Regions from separate parts of the Pan troglodytes genome. Here region 2 is linked to region 1. Evidence: chromatin contacts called from public HiChIP or PLAC-seq data. All regions are on one chromosome and are shown on one strand. The core of a region is the stretch at or near the end of the contact, and the rest is flanking DNA. Distances in the headings are between cores, read along the strand shown. Region 1 has its middle 17 kb from the start of PSMD6. Region 2 overlaps PRICKLE2 (prickle planar cell polarity protein 2).

Region 1 (7,934 bases), core at 2,227-4,726:
AAAAGGTATCAGGTGTGTTGCCAGAAGAAGAAGGGGTGATGCTGGGCAGGGAAGAGCAACTGTGATCACCACTGTCAGTGTTCCGCTTGGAGTCTTGGCACAACTGGGTGATTAATTCTTCCATAGAGGGTGTGATCCTACTTGAGTTCCATTTAACAAGCTTGGGTGTGAAACTAGTATTAAAGTAGTATTAATTCACATTATTTTTTGAATTAATAGTCAAATTATAAAATATCTTTCTCTGAATCTCCATCTTATTGATCTGGCAGAAACTCAGCTGAGTCATTATTGCACCCAGGGGTCAGTAGGTGACAAGGCTGGAGCCCCGTGTCCTGGAACTATGCCTGGAACAGCACTCTCTCTTCCAGAGCACTGAGAGGATGCCATGAGAGGCCTGCACTCACTGAGCCCCATGAGCCCTTCTGGTCTTGAGGAATCTTCTCCACTCCTCTGCGTTCTTCATTTCGGCCTTCTCCCATCTTCTAAGAAACCAAACTTCTTTCCCTCTCCCTGAACTAATCCCTTCAATGAACTTAAGATTTGGGAGAAAAGTCAAGGAGGGAAGTTGTTTTCAGGGGGCTTCTACGTAAAGCTCTTAATACCAACCTCTTTGGTCAGTGTGTATGAGTCTGCTCAGGCTGCCGTAACAAAATACCACAGGCTAAGTGGCTTAGACAACAGAAATGCATTTCTTCCCAGTTCCGAAGACTGGAAGTGCAAGATCAAGGTATCAGCAGGGTTTTCTTCTAAGGCGTCTCTCCTTGGCTTGCAGATGGCCACCTTTTCCCTCTGGTTTTAGAGGGTCCTCTTCTGTTTGTCTGTGTCGTAATCTCTTCTTATAAGGACACCAGTCATACTGGAACAGTGCCAGCCCATATGACTGCATTTCACCCTAATTGCCCATTTATTTATTTTGAGACAGAGTTTGTTTTTTTTTTTAATACTCTGTCACCCAGGCTGGAGTGCATGATCTCGGCTCACTGCAACCTCTGCCTCCCAGATTCAAGCAGTTCTCCTGCCTCAGCCTCTCAAGTAGCTGGGACTACAGGTGTGCACCACCATGCCCAGCTAATTTTTGTGTTTTTAGTTGAGACAGGGTTTCACCATGTCGGCCAGGCTGGTCTTGAACTCCTGACCAGAAATGATCCGCCCTCCTTAGCCTCCCAAAGTGCTGGGATTCCAGGCATGAGCCACCGCGCCTGGCCATGCTTTTAAATCTGGCTCTGCTGCTTATGGCCACTCAGTGGTCTTGGAAAAATTAACCTTTCTATGCCTCAGATTTTCTATCTATAAAATGGGTAATTATAATACTGCACAATCCTTAGGACTCCTGGCTGGTTACAAGTGATATTACGTGAAATGTTCTTAGAACAGGGTCTGACAACTACTAAGTGCCCAATAAGTGCTAGCTATGATTTATTATGTAGCAGCCAATTTAAAATCTTACCTTAAAAATTAAGAATCATCGGATGACTTGAAGAACAATTTTATTCTCAAAGTTGCTACACAAATAGAAATCAATACCTCCCTAGCTATCTGAGTGCCAGATCTCTGAAGACCTAATCCATTTAAATTGAGCAGTTGAAACAGTAATCATGAAGCCCTGTACTTTATAATAGTCAATGGTCCTTGGACCATTACTTAGCCTCCATAGACTCTTGCTTTACATATATTTCTAGCAGCCCTGCCTCTCAGGCTTTCCAGAAGCAGCAAATTAGGAAGTAAAAAAGGAAGGGCTTAGAACTGACAGTAGCAAGAAGTGACAGCTGACAGCTTGACAGCTAAGGAAGAAGAGAGAAAATTAAAAAGCAGAGTAAACAGTCCCACGTGGTCCAGTTCCCCCCGAGGGCCTCCCTGCCAGGAACATGATTGATGTTCTTCAGGATGACCTGCAGACCTGCGTCCCCAGCCAATAATGGTCCCTCCATCCACTTGGCCATCCGACCTAGAGAAATCAGCCTCCTCTTCAGCTACTTCTCTTTCCTCCTGAAATTTAGTTGGTCAACAAATGCTATTAATTCACTTTGAAATGTATCTGGTCAACACACATTTCCCAGCACTCTACTGTGAACCCTTTATTACTGCCTGCTGGACAGTTGTACAAGGGACTTCTACCTGGTCTTCCTACCTCAAGTCTCAGTGTCTACGGAAAGTATAATCATGGCAAGGATGGAAGTTGGAGACACAGAGTAAGGGTTGCTGAGTATCTACCGTGTGTGAAGTAATAATGCCCACTGTTCTGTTCAAGTTAAAAAGAAAAAAAAGCTCCTCTTGACATGTGCTATTAAGAGTATTAAAAGCTGCTATTTTAAGGTATTTTAGAAAATAAGACTAAGTATATGTATTCAGAATGAATTACAGAAAGTGAAGTGATAGCTCAATAATTCAGATCCCAAATACCAGCCTCACTTCTTCCTTACCTCCTCTTCTTCATCCAACTGTATGGATAATTGAAGGAAACTAAGGGGCGAGGAGCGTCCCTTAATTCTTGTGTCTTGGAGTGTCCCTTAATTCTTCACTTTGAATAGCACAACATTTGGTTTTCCTTTTCTATTTCAGTATCTCACATTATTCTTCTGTTCAGACACCATATGAGCTTGATGAAACATTCATCTTGTTTTTGTTTTCCTACAGATATAAAATCTCTACACTGGCTCTCTTTTAATCCTGCCCATCCTGATTTGCAAACCCTTCACAGTGGCACTGTGGCTAGAACAGTTGTCTGTGCTGCTCTGCTGGGTGTTCGCATGTGTGTGGGTTTGCTGGTGAGAGAAGTTTTGCGTGTGATGGTCTGCTGCTGCTGCCAGAATCATTTGGTTCTCTGTGCAGTAGGATACAGTGGCCAGCACCCATCTGGGGTTATTATTTTCCACTCACTTTATGTGAGGCTGGACTCCAGGAGAGGCATTAACACAAATGAAGTAAAGAACTTAAGATCTGTATCTTAAGAGAATTCTTATTATTTTCCCTCTACCTGCACTCTGAGCTGAATGCAAATGTGCTTCCCTGTCTTTAATGCAGGCATTTCTAATAATCAGCATCCTTCTGATCATTAGGTAGATAAAGTGCCTTCCAGTTATGAATCTTAAATGGAGCATTTTGCCTGCTCTGAAGCAATTTGCCATTTAGCTCGAAAACCTTTTAGTAAGCATATTAGTTGACTCCATTTAGGCAGGTACTTGTTCTGGTTGCTCCAGGAAGCACCCTTTATTAACAACTCCCAGATATTAACAAAATATTGCTATCAACACATTGTCATCACCTCCGTTGCCTGCACATATAGACTGCTGTCCTAGATTTTCCTTTGTCATTTGAGTATGCCCTGTAATTCCCCATTCTTGCTCAGAATCTCACTGATCTCTGCCATGCCTTGTCCTCAAATCAATAGTGTTCAGTGTCTGTATTCTGATGAATCACTCGACCACCAAGCAGTGCCTCAGATGGCCATGTTGCATTGCCCTGAGACAGACTGCCCTTACACAGTGACATTTTCCCGCTATGTCTCACAGCTTTGAGGCGTATGTCATGGAATGTCACAGAGCCAAGTCAGAACTCTGCTTCCCTGCCAAAGCAAAGCAAAGCAAAGGGTGGGCATAGTTCCACACACAAGTCATGCAAACAAGAAGAGGAGATTTTATTCTTAATATCTATTCACCGACCACCCACTCTCAGCCTTCCCTTGATTTCTCAGGATAATGCCTATTGAAACTCCAACCTTATTCTGTGTTATTTTAATCTCTGATGTGTTCACATTGTGAGGAAGAGTCTGGGAGAATGAGAACAGTTCTGTTTTTTTCTTTTTTTTCTAACCCTTTGGGCTAATTTTACATTTATAGGAAGTAGAAACTGATACAAATAAAATACTTTTGCTTTGAATTGACAGGTGTTGCTTTTATTTTTAAGTGTGGCTTTTGACCTGAATTGTTCAAATAATTGTATAAACCCAGTTTAAGATGCTCTCAATATTTTCAGACCTACTTATATATTCAGTTTTTGTATGTCTCCATACACAATTTTATTTTGTTTTATTTTTTTGAAATGGAGTCTCGCTCTGTCACCCAGGCTAGAGTGCAGTGACGCAATCTCAGCTCACTGCAAACTCGGCCTCCTGGATTCAAGCGATTCTCTTGCCTCAGCCTCCTGAGTAGCTAGGATTACAGGTGTGTGTCACCACACTCAGCTAATTTTTGTATTTTTAGTAGAGACAGGGTTTCACCATGTTGACCATGCCGGTCTCGAACTCCTAACCTCAAGTGATCTGCCCATCTCAGTCTCCCAAATTGCTGGGATTACAGATGTGAGCCACTACACCCAGCCTCCATACATAATTTCTTTTCATCCTCATTCTTTTCTCTTTTTGTTGAATTTTCTCTTCTAATCCTTTAATAAACAATCTAGAACATGTGTAATTGATGCCAGAGAAATATGCACTCCATCTCCTCTGAAAGCTTAGGAATACTAAGAAAATGGTTTATTTTTATTCTTTATTAAAGAAATATTAACATTTAACTTTTTTCTTATTAGGCTTCTTGCTATTGTACAAGATGAGACAATTAAAATGGTCTGTAATTCTACTTCTCTGGTATAATTATTGTTAACATCATGTGTAGCCACCTAGTCTCGTATAAACAGAGAAAACATGGTAAATGCTTTCTGCACATTTTAAAAGTCACATTTAATGGTAAAGTGAAGTGAAGATTTGGTAGCAAATTGAAATAGCCTTAATGTCCAATAATAAATTAACTCAAAATGAATTTTTTCCTGAAAAGCTGAGGCCAGTCTAATGTAGCTGTCTGAGATTACCCCAAATATACAACTCCAAACTTCTAATTATGGTATGTGTGGTAAGTGTCTTTTAACAAAAGTGAAAAGCTTAGCCACAAAAGAGCAGCAAGCTCAGAAACCTGCAAGAATACTGGATTTGTACATCAGAAGCAGGAATTTGTGTCCTCTAAAAAATGGCCCACTAGAGAATTATTTTTTATTATTTTTTATTTTTATTTATTTATTTATTTTTTATTTTTTTTGAGACGGAGTCTCACTCTGTCACCCAGGCTAGAGTGCAGTGGCACGATCTCGGCTCACTGCAAGCTCCGCCTCCCGGGTTCATGCCATTCTCCTGCCTCAGCCTCCCAAGTAGCTGGCACTACAGGTGCCCACCATCATGCACTGCTAATTTTTTTTTGTATTTTTAGTAGAGACGGGGTTTCACCATGTTAGCCAGGATGATCTCTATCTCCTGACCTCGTGATCTGCCCACCTCGGCTTCCTAAAGTGCTGGGATTACAGGTGTGAGCCACCGTGCCCAGCCAGGAATTATTTTTAAAGATCCTTCTTCCTTGTGTTACCATAAAGCAATTTCTTCCATATATTTGGCTGATGTGTTTTTAAAAGTGGTTATGATCTCCTATTAGGAAGCATGTATACGTCACCTTTCCTTTGAAAAACTAGAGAATGTCAAGTTTTCTTACTTGCTACAATTAAAACAAGTTGAAAATATGAACACGTGGTCACAATTATATAGGAATGGCTGATTTTTTTTTACATTTGGAGGAGCTGGAGCACGATATATACTTCTTTACAACTTGGGGGCTTTTCCAAGGATAGGCAAAGGTTTCAGCAGAGGTTCTCTGACAACATACTTTACCCAAATATCTTTTTAAAAATAATTTGAATTTCAATAATTTGGGGGGTACAGGTGGTTTCTAGTTACATGGATAAGTTCTTTAGTGGTGAATACTGAGATTTTGGTGCACCTGTCACCTGGGCAGTGTACCCAATATGTAGTATTTTATCCCTCACCCTCCTACCATACCTAATTATGGTATGTGTGGTAAGAGTTTTTTAACAAAAGTGAAAAGCATACCACAAAAGAGCAACAAGCTCAGAAACCTGCAAGAAGACTGGATTTATACATCAGAAGCAGGAATTTGTGTCCTCTAAAAAATAGCCCACTAGGGAATTATTTTTTTATTTTTTATTTTTTTATAGTCCGCAAAGTCCATTATATTATTCTTATGCCTTTACATCCTCATAGCTGATAACATTTGATATTTGGTTTTCCATTCCTGAGTTACTTTACTTAGAATAATGGCCTCTAGCTCCATCCAGGTTGCTGCAAAAGTCATTATTTCATTCTGTTTTATGGCTGAGTAGTATTCCATGGTGTATGTATAACACATTTTCTTCATCCATTGGTTGGTTGATAGACATTTAGATTGATAATATTTTTGCAATTGCAAATTGTGCTGCTATGAAGATGTGTGTGGAAGTGTCGTCTTCAAAAAATGACTTATTTTCCTCTGGGTAGATAATCAGTAGTGGGATTGCTGGATTGAATGGTAGTTCTATTTTTAGTTCTTTAAGGAGTCTCCACACCATTTTCCCTAGTCATTGTACTAGTTTACATTCCCACCAGCAGTGTAAAAGTGTTCCCTTTACACCACATCCACACCAACATCTATTATTTTTTGACTTTTTAATTATAACCATTCTTGGAGGAGTAAGGTGGTATCTCATTGTGGTTTTAACTTGCATTTCCCTGATAATCACTGAGGTTGACCATTTTTCTCATGTTTGTTAGCTATTTGTATATCATCTTTTGAGAATTGTCTATTCATGTCCTTTGACCACTTTTGATGGGGTTATTTGTTTTTTCTTACTCATTTGTTTGAGCTACTTATAGATTCTGGATATTAGTCCTTTGTTGAATGCATAGTTTGCAAGTCAAATATCTTTTTAATGGGAATCATTAAACCAGTCTGGAAAAGAACGCTGGTATTTTATATAAATTTTATATCCAGAGTAACATTTCTACCATTGGTCTATAGAAAAAAAATAAAGGCAAGGAATACTGTTCCTTTGGTTTTACCCTAGAATAATTTGCTCTTTGGATCGGTATCTAGGTAGAGATTGTGACTAAGCATTGGTTAAGTTTGGGAAGCTGGAGAAAATCGTCTGTGTTTATCCAAAGAGGAAGTTTTAAGAGACCTATGGGCTACTTTGACTTGCACCCATGCTTATTTCACATATTTATAGACATTGCAGCCTCTATGTAATGTCTGTGCTCTTACTTAGGGCTATGTGGCTATGGCAATACCTCACTCACCATCCTGCAGAACAAGAGCAACCGTGGATTTTATCACCCAATCCACTAGCTGAAGCAGAATATGACCCATATACAACTGGGGTCCCACATGGCTGGAGCTCGGGGCTATGCCACGTTCAAAGAAATAGCAGTCTGATAGAAAATGAACATCAAAAGCCATTTAAATCTTTACTCGGTCTCACAAGAAAACCCTATAAAGAAGAGATCATTTTTAGTGCAAAGTAAATTTCCTTTACAAAGCCTCCCAAGGTGACTCTCCACTTTCAAACCCTTTCACACTCCTAAGAGTGACTTCTACCAAAACACTATCTTCTCTCTCTACTCTTCAAAGACCTTCTGCCCACATCCAGACCCAGAGGGCCCTTCCACCTCTGTCCCCGTCTTCACTCCCTTCCTTGTTCTTTATTCTATGAATGGATTCACACTTGCCTGCTTCTTTGTCTTTTGCTTTTCATTTCTTCTATTAACAGGATTCTGAGCAACAAAGCAAAGACTAAGAGCTGACCAAGCAATCAAAAAGTAAGAACCCAAGAAACTTTCCTTTTTTGATGGCTTTAACAGGGACAAATATGATCAGCTAATGGGATTACAGGTTTACCTGTTTCCTACAAGCATGCCTATAATTTTTGATTCTTTGCTTTTGTGTGTGTGTGTGTGTGAAAAAGCCAACTTTCTTTCCACCCACCTGCTTGTTCCAAAGACCCTATTCTCCAAGGGAAATGTTACATGCCTTTCAAGAAGGCCTTTGCTTTATGCCCACTCATCTTCTCCTGTATTCCACCTAATTCATTCAACACATATTTTCGAAACACAGTGCTATGCTGGA
Region 2 (7,934 bases), core at 1,536-4,035, 190 kb after region 1:
CAATATCTGCACTGAAAAGAATTAAGAAAGAAAAGGACTGTCTCTCACATGCATAGTTGAAGCAGAAGAGAAATCTAGAAATGCATTGATTCCAACTGGGACCCTGCAGCTTTCTACATGTGACTTGTCAGCTGCCAAAACAGGATGCCTTCTTTAAGGCTGCCTAAGCCCCAGTTAGTTCTAAATGATTTTCATTACACCAGCTGGTCACTTTCAGTTCTGTGAAATACAGTAGTTCTGGATAATACACTTTATTCTGTCAACTCAATCAATAGGGTGGAAAGTTTCTTTGAGTGGGAATCATTTGGATATAACAGTACCAGAGATGGCATCTTTTCTGCTAGCAAAACCTTTCTGCAGGCAAATGGATGTGAACATGTTGCCTTTTCAATACTGTTTTTTAGCAACAACACTTATAACGATAATGACAAAATGGTAACAATGACAACAACAACAACAACAATAGCAGCTAATATTTACCGAATATTTACTATGTGGCTGCCACTGTGCTCTGCATAGGTCATCTCATTAAATCCGTACACCTATCACCCTAACTATAGATTCCATTGCTCTCTCCACTTTACTGGCAGGAATGGGTAGCTTTAAGTATCTTCAGCTCTTTCCAGCTCCAGAGTCTGAGCCCTGGATAAATATCATCTCATACTATCTAACCTCTAAGTTCCCTTCTCATTCTTTAAGCTTCCATAAATGCATCTTTCTTCCTCTATTTCTATTTTTTTCCCTCACGTTTCATGGGTAAATCTTTATAAACACACCATTTCAAACAATGCTATTTTAGTATTTCTGGCTGCCCCGTGAATCTTTATAGACCGAGATGCCCGATGGAGCCAGTATGTTTTAATTTTCACATGAAAAACAGAATTCCCAAGGGGAAGGAGCATTTGACGGAAAGGCAAAACCTTTATAAGCACTCGAGGCATTAAAATCCAAATTTCCAAAATATGGTAATTATGTCAAAGTTGTGACTTACTCTGGAGCCCTTGGGGACACTCATCCTGACCCATCTGTGAAAGCCATCAGCAGGCAGTAAGCCTTCTGAGGAGCAGGATTACAGCAGCCAATTTGGCCTCTAGCAAAGAGGCAAGGCTGCTTCATTTAGTTTAAGTCTCACTGAGATGGTTTAAAACAGTCTTTGGGAAGAGATGTGCAGCCAAAGCAAATCACAGCCTTACCCAGCTGCAGATTCAGTACACGGCAGTCTATGTCTACATATTCATGGCACACTGGAGCCCTCCCCTGACTGTGCTCATACATGCATTGATATGGGAAGCAGAACTCTCTCACTGGGGAAATAATCTATGTGCCTAAGTTAGACAAGAGCCACATTTGGACCAGCGGATGGCATCACATCTGGTATGGATCGCTAACCTCAGTGTGATTTGGCCCAGCCTGGATTATTTATGATTCATAAAAGTCCCACTGGACCCCAGCATAGTCCAAGACCGCATAACAAAAAACCATGGGATTAAAAATCTGTATTTCATTGCAAGACCCCCATGGCAAATTAGTAATGCTATGATTGGTTTTCGAGAAGCCAAGAGTGAGGAGAACTAACTATGATCACTCCCTCAAGAAACCCAGCATAGAGGGCAAACCGAATCGTGTGTTCAGCCAGGCTATGCAGTCATATTCTGAAACTCTGTCACCATTTCTAATCTGAAAGCAGTGTCTACAATTAAACCTAAATAATTTGAAAGCCATTTCTTTACCTGGAAGTCTCAGCTGGGTCCTTGTTCCTCAGATCCCCTAATGGTTTCTGACATCATGTGTTGAAATGACTACTGTGCATGAACACTCTCAGGTATTTGGTCTGTTAGCCCCTTTCCCCATATTATTATGGTTTTTTAAAGACAGCTACACTTTTAGAGAAACGCTGCTTCTTCTTAAGCATCAAGATTTAAGCGTTTCTTCAAGACTCCCTAGAGCTGTGACATAACACTTTGTAATCGAGCTTTCTAATAAGCATAGAAAAGGCAAAAGGGGTCGCAGGGCCACCAAAAATGCTACCTGGCCAAGAAAACGAAGACCCAATATCCTCCCCCAATGCAAAGGCCCTAGATCTGGCTTTCTCATCCTCCTTAGAAAACATACTGCTGTTTAATTTGTGAATTAGAGCAAATTTCTTACCCACCTCCAGGGAGGATGAAATGCCCAGTCTCGGAGGAAGCTTCTGCCAGACCCTTGGAGCTTGTTAATTGTCCCAGTTCACTTTCTCCCTGGATCTGACTTCTAAGAACGCAAGCAGGACCTCAGGCAGCCAAAGCATCTTCTCCTCAAACCCCCTTTTCAGTCTGAACCCTTCCTGAAGCTGGCAACAGACTCAAGCCGAGCTGCTCCACATTCCCTCAGGGAAAACAGCACTGCTGGATCCAGACTCTGCTGGGGAATTCACCAAGCAGGAGAAAAAAAGTATGACTTCTACTCTTCCTCTAGATCAGCCTGAGTGCTCAGATCGCCTTCCGGAGGACCCCCAGTTTCCTCTTAACTCCCCTTCTTCATGACAATCTGAAGGAAGAAGTCATAGACTCCAGCCCAGCGTCACCAGCTGATCCTGAGCCAGACCCGGGGTGACTAGTCAGCTGCTCACAGAGCTCAAGCCACTGAACCAGGAAATGTGCTGCTTGGTCAAAAAATAATAATAACTCTCGGTGGCGCTGCTGGTGGTGCCTGAGAAGTCGCTGTTGCAGTGCTTGCATCCTCCGCATGCTAATGAAGCTGTGATGTCAGCAAGTCAGTCACGGCATCTGGACGTCCCATCCTGCTGCCCAGTGCTGAGATTTATTTACATGTAAATTAGCCTTGCCTTCCAAATCAATAATCCCCAAGCCAGGGAGAGGGGAAGGAAGCCTTTGCTGGATGCAAAGGCCCAGCTACGTAGCCTCCAAATGAGCATGAAAAAAATCACATATAAGAAGAGAGGCTTTAAAGACACATGCCTATTTTTTTTCTTCTTAAAAGCTGTGCTCTTATGTGCCAAGGTTCAGATCTGGGCACAATTATCAACCTGAGTGCCTGTTTCAGATTACATGCTGCACCAACCTAGGAGTGGAATCAGAGCACTCTTTTTTAATTAAATGCTGTGTCAAGCCTTCAAATGCCTCTCCTTTTTTTTTTTTTTTTCTTTCTCTTCTCTCTTCAACTTTCATTTTCGGGTGTTGCTTGTTTTTTGGCCTAAGACTATGTCACCTTTGAGTTTTTGTGCACCTTGAAATAAAGCACAAGTGACTCCTTTCCTCACGTGCTTGGGTGGTGAGTTAGTCAGCTGCCCTTTAACCCCTTACCCCAATTCCAACTGCAGAAGAAGACAAAGCATAAACCTTCCCAGGGCATCTGAAGACCCTGAGACCCTCAGAGAGCATTGCTTCCGTCTCCTCATTTTACAGATTAGAAAATGGAGACAACTGGAGAAAGGACTTTTGTAAAGTCACACCAGGATTTCAGCAAGGATGGGTCAGAATCCACATTTCCTAGACCTCAGATAGAGCTTTTGTTGAATACATTTGGGGTCTCTGATCTCCATTTTTATACACCACTAGGCGGCCTAACCAAGCAATCTGGAAGAAAGGAATCTATACATTTGGAGAGCCCTGTGTTCAAATCCTGCCTTTCCTTCCTGCTAGCAGTGTGATCTTAGGCAAGTAACTTAACTTGTGGGATCTTCAATAACCTCAACTGTACCATTCACTCATTCAATAAATATTTACTAAGCACATACTCTATGCCATGCACAGCTCTAAAGACTAGGTATAAACACAGTCTCTGCTTTCAAGGGCCTTATGGGCTACTGCAATTAAAGAAAGTAAAATATTGAATAGAACTATGGTGAAGATTAACACAATATCACATACTCAATAGCTATTTCTGATAGTTTGAATGAAGTTAGAAAAATTCACCGAGGCATACTATCTACTAGGCTGATCACTGTTCCTAGCATCTGAGTATTTCCATGGTCATCTTTAATTGTTTAAAATCATATATTCCTTCAATGCTGCCTGTGCAGTATCCCGGGCCAGGAGAGAGGCAAGAGCCAGGCAATATTCTGGACTCTGTGCCTGTGATAAGGAACCACTGTGAGCGAAAGTGAAGGGTGAGGGAAAGGTTGGGGAGGCTGGGAGTGAGGAATATTCCATCATGCACAGAAGTGTCCCAAAGGACAAAGCAACTAGCACGGCTCCTTGCCCACACTCCCCCGCCTGGGGAACCCACTGTGATGAGCTCTGCCCTTCCAGCTGCAGTGGAAGCTGAAGCTTCAAATGAATTTCTTTGTTGGATGTGGGGAAGTTAAATTATGTCTTTTGTTGTACGTAATTGTATTAATAATGCTTAATAACTTCTTTCAGAATGCTTCTCTCTAGTTCCCAGAAGACCTTTCATGGTGAAAATCATGAGACCTGGAATAACGTCTCAGTAAGAGAAATAAAATACAAGCAAATGAATAACACTCAGCCTTCAGTTTCCATCACACAGAACTCAGAGCGTGTAGGGAGGCAGATGATCTCCCCAGACCTCAATATCCTTCAAAAAGTCAATTAACAAGTCTAACAGTTTGGGGCCCCCAGTAGCCAAGTGGAAGCAGTGACATTCTAACCCAGTGTGGCCACGAACAAGTCACTTCAACTTACCATGCCTCAGTTTCTTAAAAATGGGTACACTACTCTCTCATCTACTCATGCTCAGCATGGTCATACAAGAGGCAATTCACAGGTGATCAACAATGAGATAAAGAAGACAGCTGAAACATAGCAAGAGATTACTCTTCACTTGGAACAGATGTGACACATCACTACCAACTTCATAAGAATTAACATCATAACATGGAGTCTAAAATGGATTGCCTGGGGTCAGACTCTGGCTCTGACACTTGCTAGGTCTATGACTTGAGGCCTGAGGTCCTTACATGTAACCTAGGGCATAATGATAGTGCCTACCTTCATGGGGCCGTTGGGAGAATCCAATGAGAATTAATGTGAAACATTTAACACTGAGCCTGTTACATAGCAAACACTCAATAAGTGTTAGCTATTGGTAATATTAATAGAAACAATCATGCTTCCACCATTAACTTCAGCGCAAATTAGTTAAGTAACCAGTCAAAATTCAAAAGGTGGGGAGAAAGCGGTAAAGGGAAGACTGCAAAATTATCTTTATTCCTAGAGCATATCTCAAAGTTCTATCTAATGTGGGTGAGCCACTGATATGCCATTTTCCATATGATACAATACAAATGCTTTGAATTGCTATGAATCTAGGAAATAAAGGAGTAAAAATGACCAAGAGGTGGGCTCCCTCTTCTGAAACTATACACCAGGACAAGACAACTATATTTTTGAGATGAATACATGCTTCACCCATTCATTCATATATCCATTCACTCATTACATAAGCTCCTACTATTTGCCAGTCACTGTGCTAGGGTCTGGAGACAACATGGTGACCAAGATACACAGGGATCCTGCCTTAAAAGAGCTTGGCAATCAGAGAGAAGACAATTAAGTAGGCAATTAGAGTAGAATGGGGTGTGTGTTATGGTAGGAGGCATGCAGAGTCCTCAAAGGCCTAATTGCATTCAAGAGAGGGATGGCACAAAAGCATGCTGCCCAAGTCCTTTTGCCAGCACACGCTCTGTGAGCTCAGCTTGGTGATGAGGAAGCTGGATATCTATGCATCACACTTACACAGAATATTAAAATTACAAAATCCACAGATTGTTAATTCCCTGTGGTCATTATTTTCATCCTGGAGACCACTCTAATGAGGTTTTTTTTTTTTTTTACAAATTATACTGGTAGGTATTAGAAAAAGTGAGAAAAAACTACTTTAAAAATTTCAGAGACCTAGTAAATAGGAACAAAACTCATTGTTTTTCTAAAAAACAGTGAAATTCCACATTCATGACAGCAAACTTCATGCGAGTAAAGGCAGGGAAGAACAGGTAATACATATGAGAAACTCAACCAAATGTTTATTAGGGATTTGTGAAGCGGAGGACACTCTTGTCAGGAGACAAGGATGCAACTGTCGACCTTCAGAACTTTCTGTTTAGGTAGAATGATAGGATATTTATACAAATGACCATAATTGCGTATAGTATATAGGAAAAAGGACAAGGAAGACAAAATTAATTATGGCAGAGGTGATCAGGAACCAGGAAAAGTATGATCTGGGTCAGGCCCAAGGTCAAAAACACTTTTACTTTTTTGGAATTAAAAAACAATTTTATAGTGGGGGAAGGCCTTACTAAGCATGACACAAAATCCAGAAGTACAAAAAGGCTGCAAAAATTTGACGTTAGTCAAATTCACCTTCTGCTAGAGGTGTTCCAGGCAGGAACAAGAACATGAGTAGGAAGGAAAATTATGAACACAAATGCATAATTAAGAGACGTCTGCATGGACACAAGACAGCAAAATAGCACCAACATGACACTGGCAGGTAATAACAAAGAGACAGCTCCATGCATGCTGGATAATCAAATCATCTTTCCATTCTAGACAGCTTTAGGCAGCATCTTGTTAGAGGATTACAGGGAAAGGTCAAGTACATCTCTACTGGTCAGGTTACAGAAGGGAAGGGTAAGTGACAGGAAGGGTGGTAGCCTCCTAGATGAAGAGCTGTAATGAGGAAGGCTGCAATGAACAAGTTTTAAATCTCTGTTTCTACAGGTATAAAATAAGAAGGAATGGATTGAAACGACCTAAAGAGGGTCCTCAATTCCTCTTTAGGTCATTTAAAATCTTTCTTGGACCTAAGGAAGACTTCTGAATATTGAGATAAGAACTGACATGGGTCACTCAAGGAAATGGCAGTGTTTCAGTTTTTGGAGAACTTTAAAAAGACAGACATCACTCATCCTAGCTCATTTAGATTACTACCTTCTGGCCCTGCTATTGGGAAATTCTAATTGTTGTAAGGGATATTACCAAAGTTTCAAACCACTCATCTAATGAGTTTTCCCTTTTCAAATGTGTGCATTTCTGTGTGTGCGTGCTTTTAAATATTTTACTCAAGAGTAATCCTGATATTTAGATTTCAAAGTCTAATAAAGTAAATGTGGGAGAGGAGGCTGACAAAGAATTGTCATGTAAGTTGGTCTAGCATAGGTGATGATGCAGTAACATACGATCCCAGATGTCAATGGCTTAACACAAGAAAGTTTGATTTCTCTCTCAGGCAAAGTTGGTTGGAGGCCCAGAGGTTTTCCAGGTACTCCATTCTAAGTAGCGACTCAGGGATCTACTCTGCTTCCTTCTTGTGCCTCTGTGATCTCAGTGAATAATTTCCAAGTTACAACAACAGCAGAAGAGAGAACTGAAGAGGCTTTTAGGTGCCTCAGCCTGGAGATGAATGATATCACTTCTAGTGGTCAAACTAGTCTCATGACCTCACCCAGCTGCAAGGAGGCTGGGAACTGCATGCTCACAAAGAACAGGGAAAACAGACAATGGAGGACCCCAGTAATGTCTGCCATAGCTGTCCATTTTAATTTGTGCTATGTAAAAACATTAAACAAAACAAAATACAATCTATTAAACACGTAATGCCTTTAAACAAAGGAATGTTTAACATTTAAAAAACTATGATAGTCCTAAATGAGTATTAGAGATCAAAGTTGCATCTGTTTTACCTCAGAACAAAGAAAAAGAAAATATTGTAAATTTTAATTAACTTTCAAGCAACAACAGGCAACCCATGTAACCATACAGAAAATAAATATTTGAAACATGTGAAGCTTCTACAATGTAGGTAAAGATGCATAGCTGCATTCATAAAAAAGAAATGCTCAAAAGAGTTATCCTCAACAGTTTCTAGCCAATTTCTAATCCATACTGATAATCTGCCTCCTGCAACGGGCAGAGTATTGTCATTGAAAAACTCCAACAAAAAAGACCTGAATTCACATCTGGCCCAATTAC

What was found. HiChIP or PLAC-seq counts read pairs in DNA pulled down with a chosen protein or histone mark.
Region 2: an H3K4me3 HiChIP or PLAC-seq map of stem cell-derived excitatory neurons shows a contact between it and region 1, with 9 times the contacts expected there. The contact joins two enhancer-like sites. A contact is called at or near these places in 2 of 7 Hi-C or Micro-C datasets (blood and stem cell-derived neural progenitor cells) and 1 of 1 datasets of contacts at active chromatin or transcription factors (stem cell-derived excitatory neurons).

What each region holds. Positions count from the first base shown.
Region 1 is chr2:68,007,310-68,015,243 of NHGRI_mPanTro3-v2.0_pri, forward strand. No RefSeq gene overlaps it. Among named protein-coding and RNA genes, the nearest start is that of PSMD6, 17 kb to the left of the region's middle. Within about 2 kb of position 3,477, at least 4 of the 24 cell types and tissues checked have an H3K27ac peak or open chromatin away from gene starts, as enhancers often do. A contact at or near this core is called in stem cell-derived excitatory neurons and stem cell-derived neural progenitor cells, where this site is marked.
Region 2 is chr2:68,193,091-68,201,024 of NHGRI_mPanTro3-v2.0_pri, forward strand. The region is part of intron 2 of PRICKLE2 (prickle planar cell polarity protein 2); the gene reads right to left. Among named protein-coding and RNA genes, the nearest start is that of PSMD6, 200 kb to the left of the region's middle. Within about 2 kb of position 2,786, at least 17 of the 24 cell types and tissues checked have an H3K27ac peak or open chromatin away from gene starts, as enhancers often do. A contact at or near this core is called in stem cell-derived excitatory neurons and stem cell-derived neural progenitor cells, where this site is marked.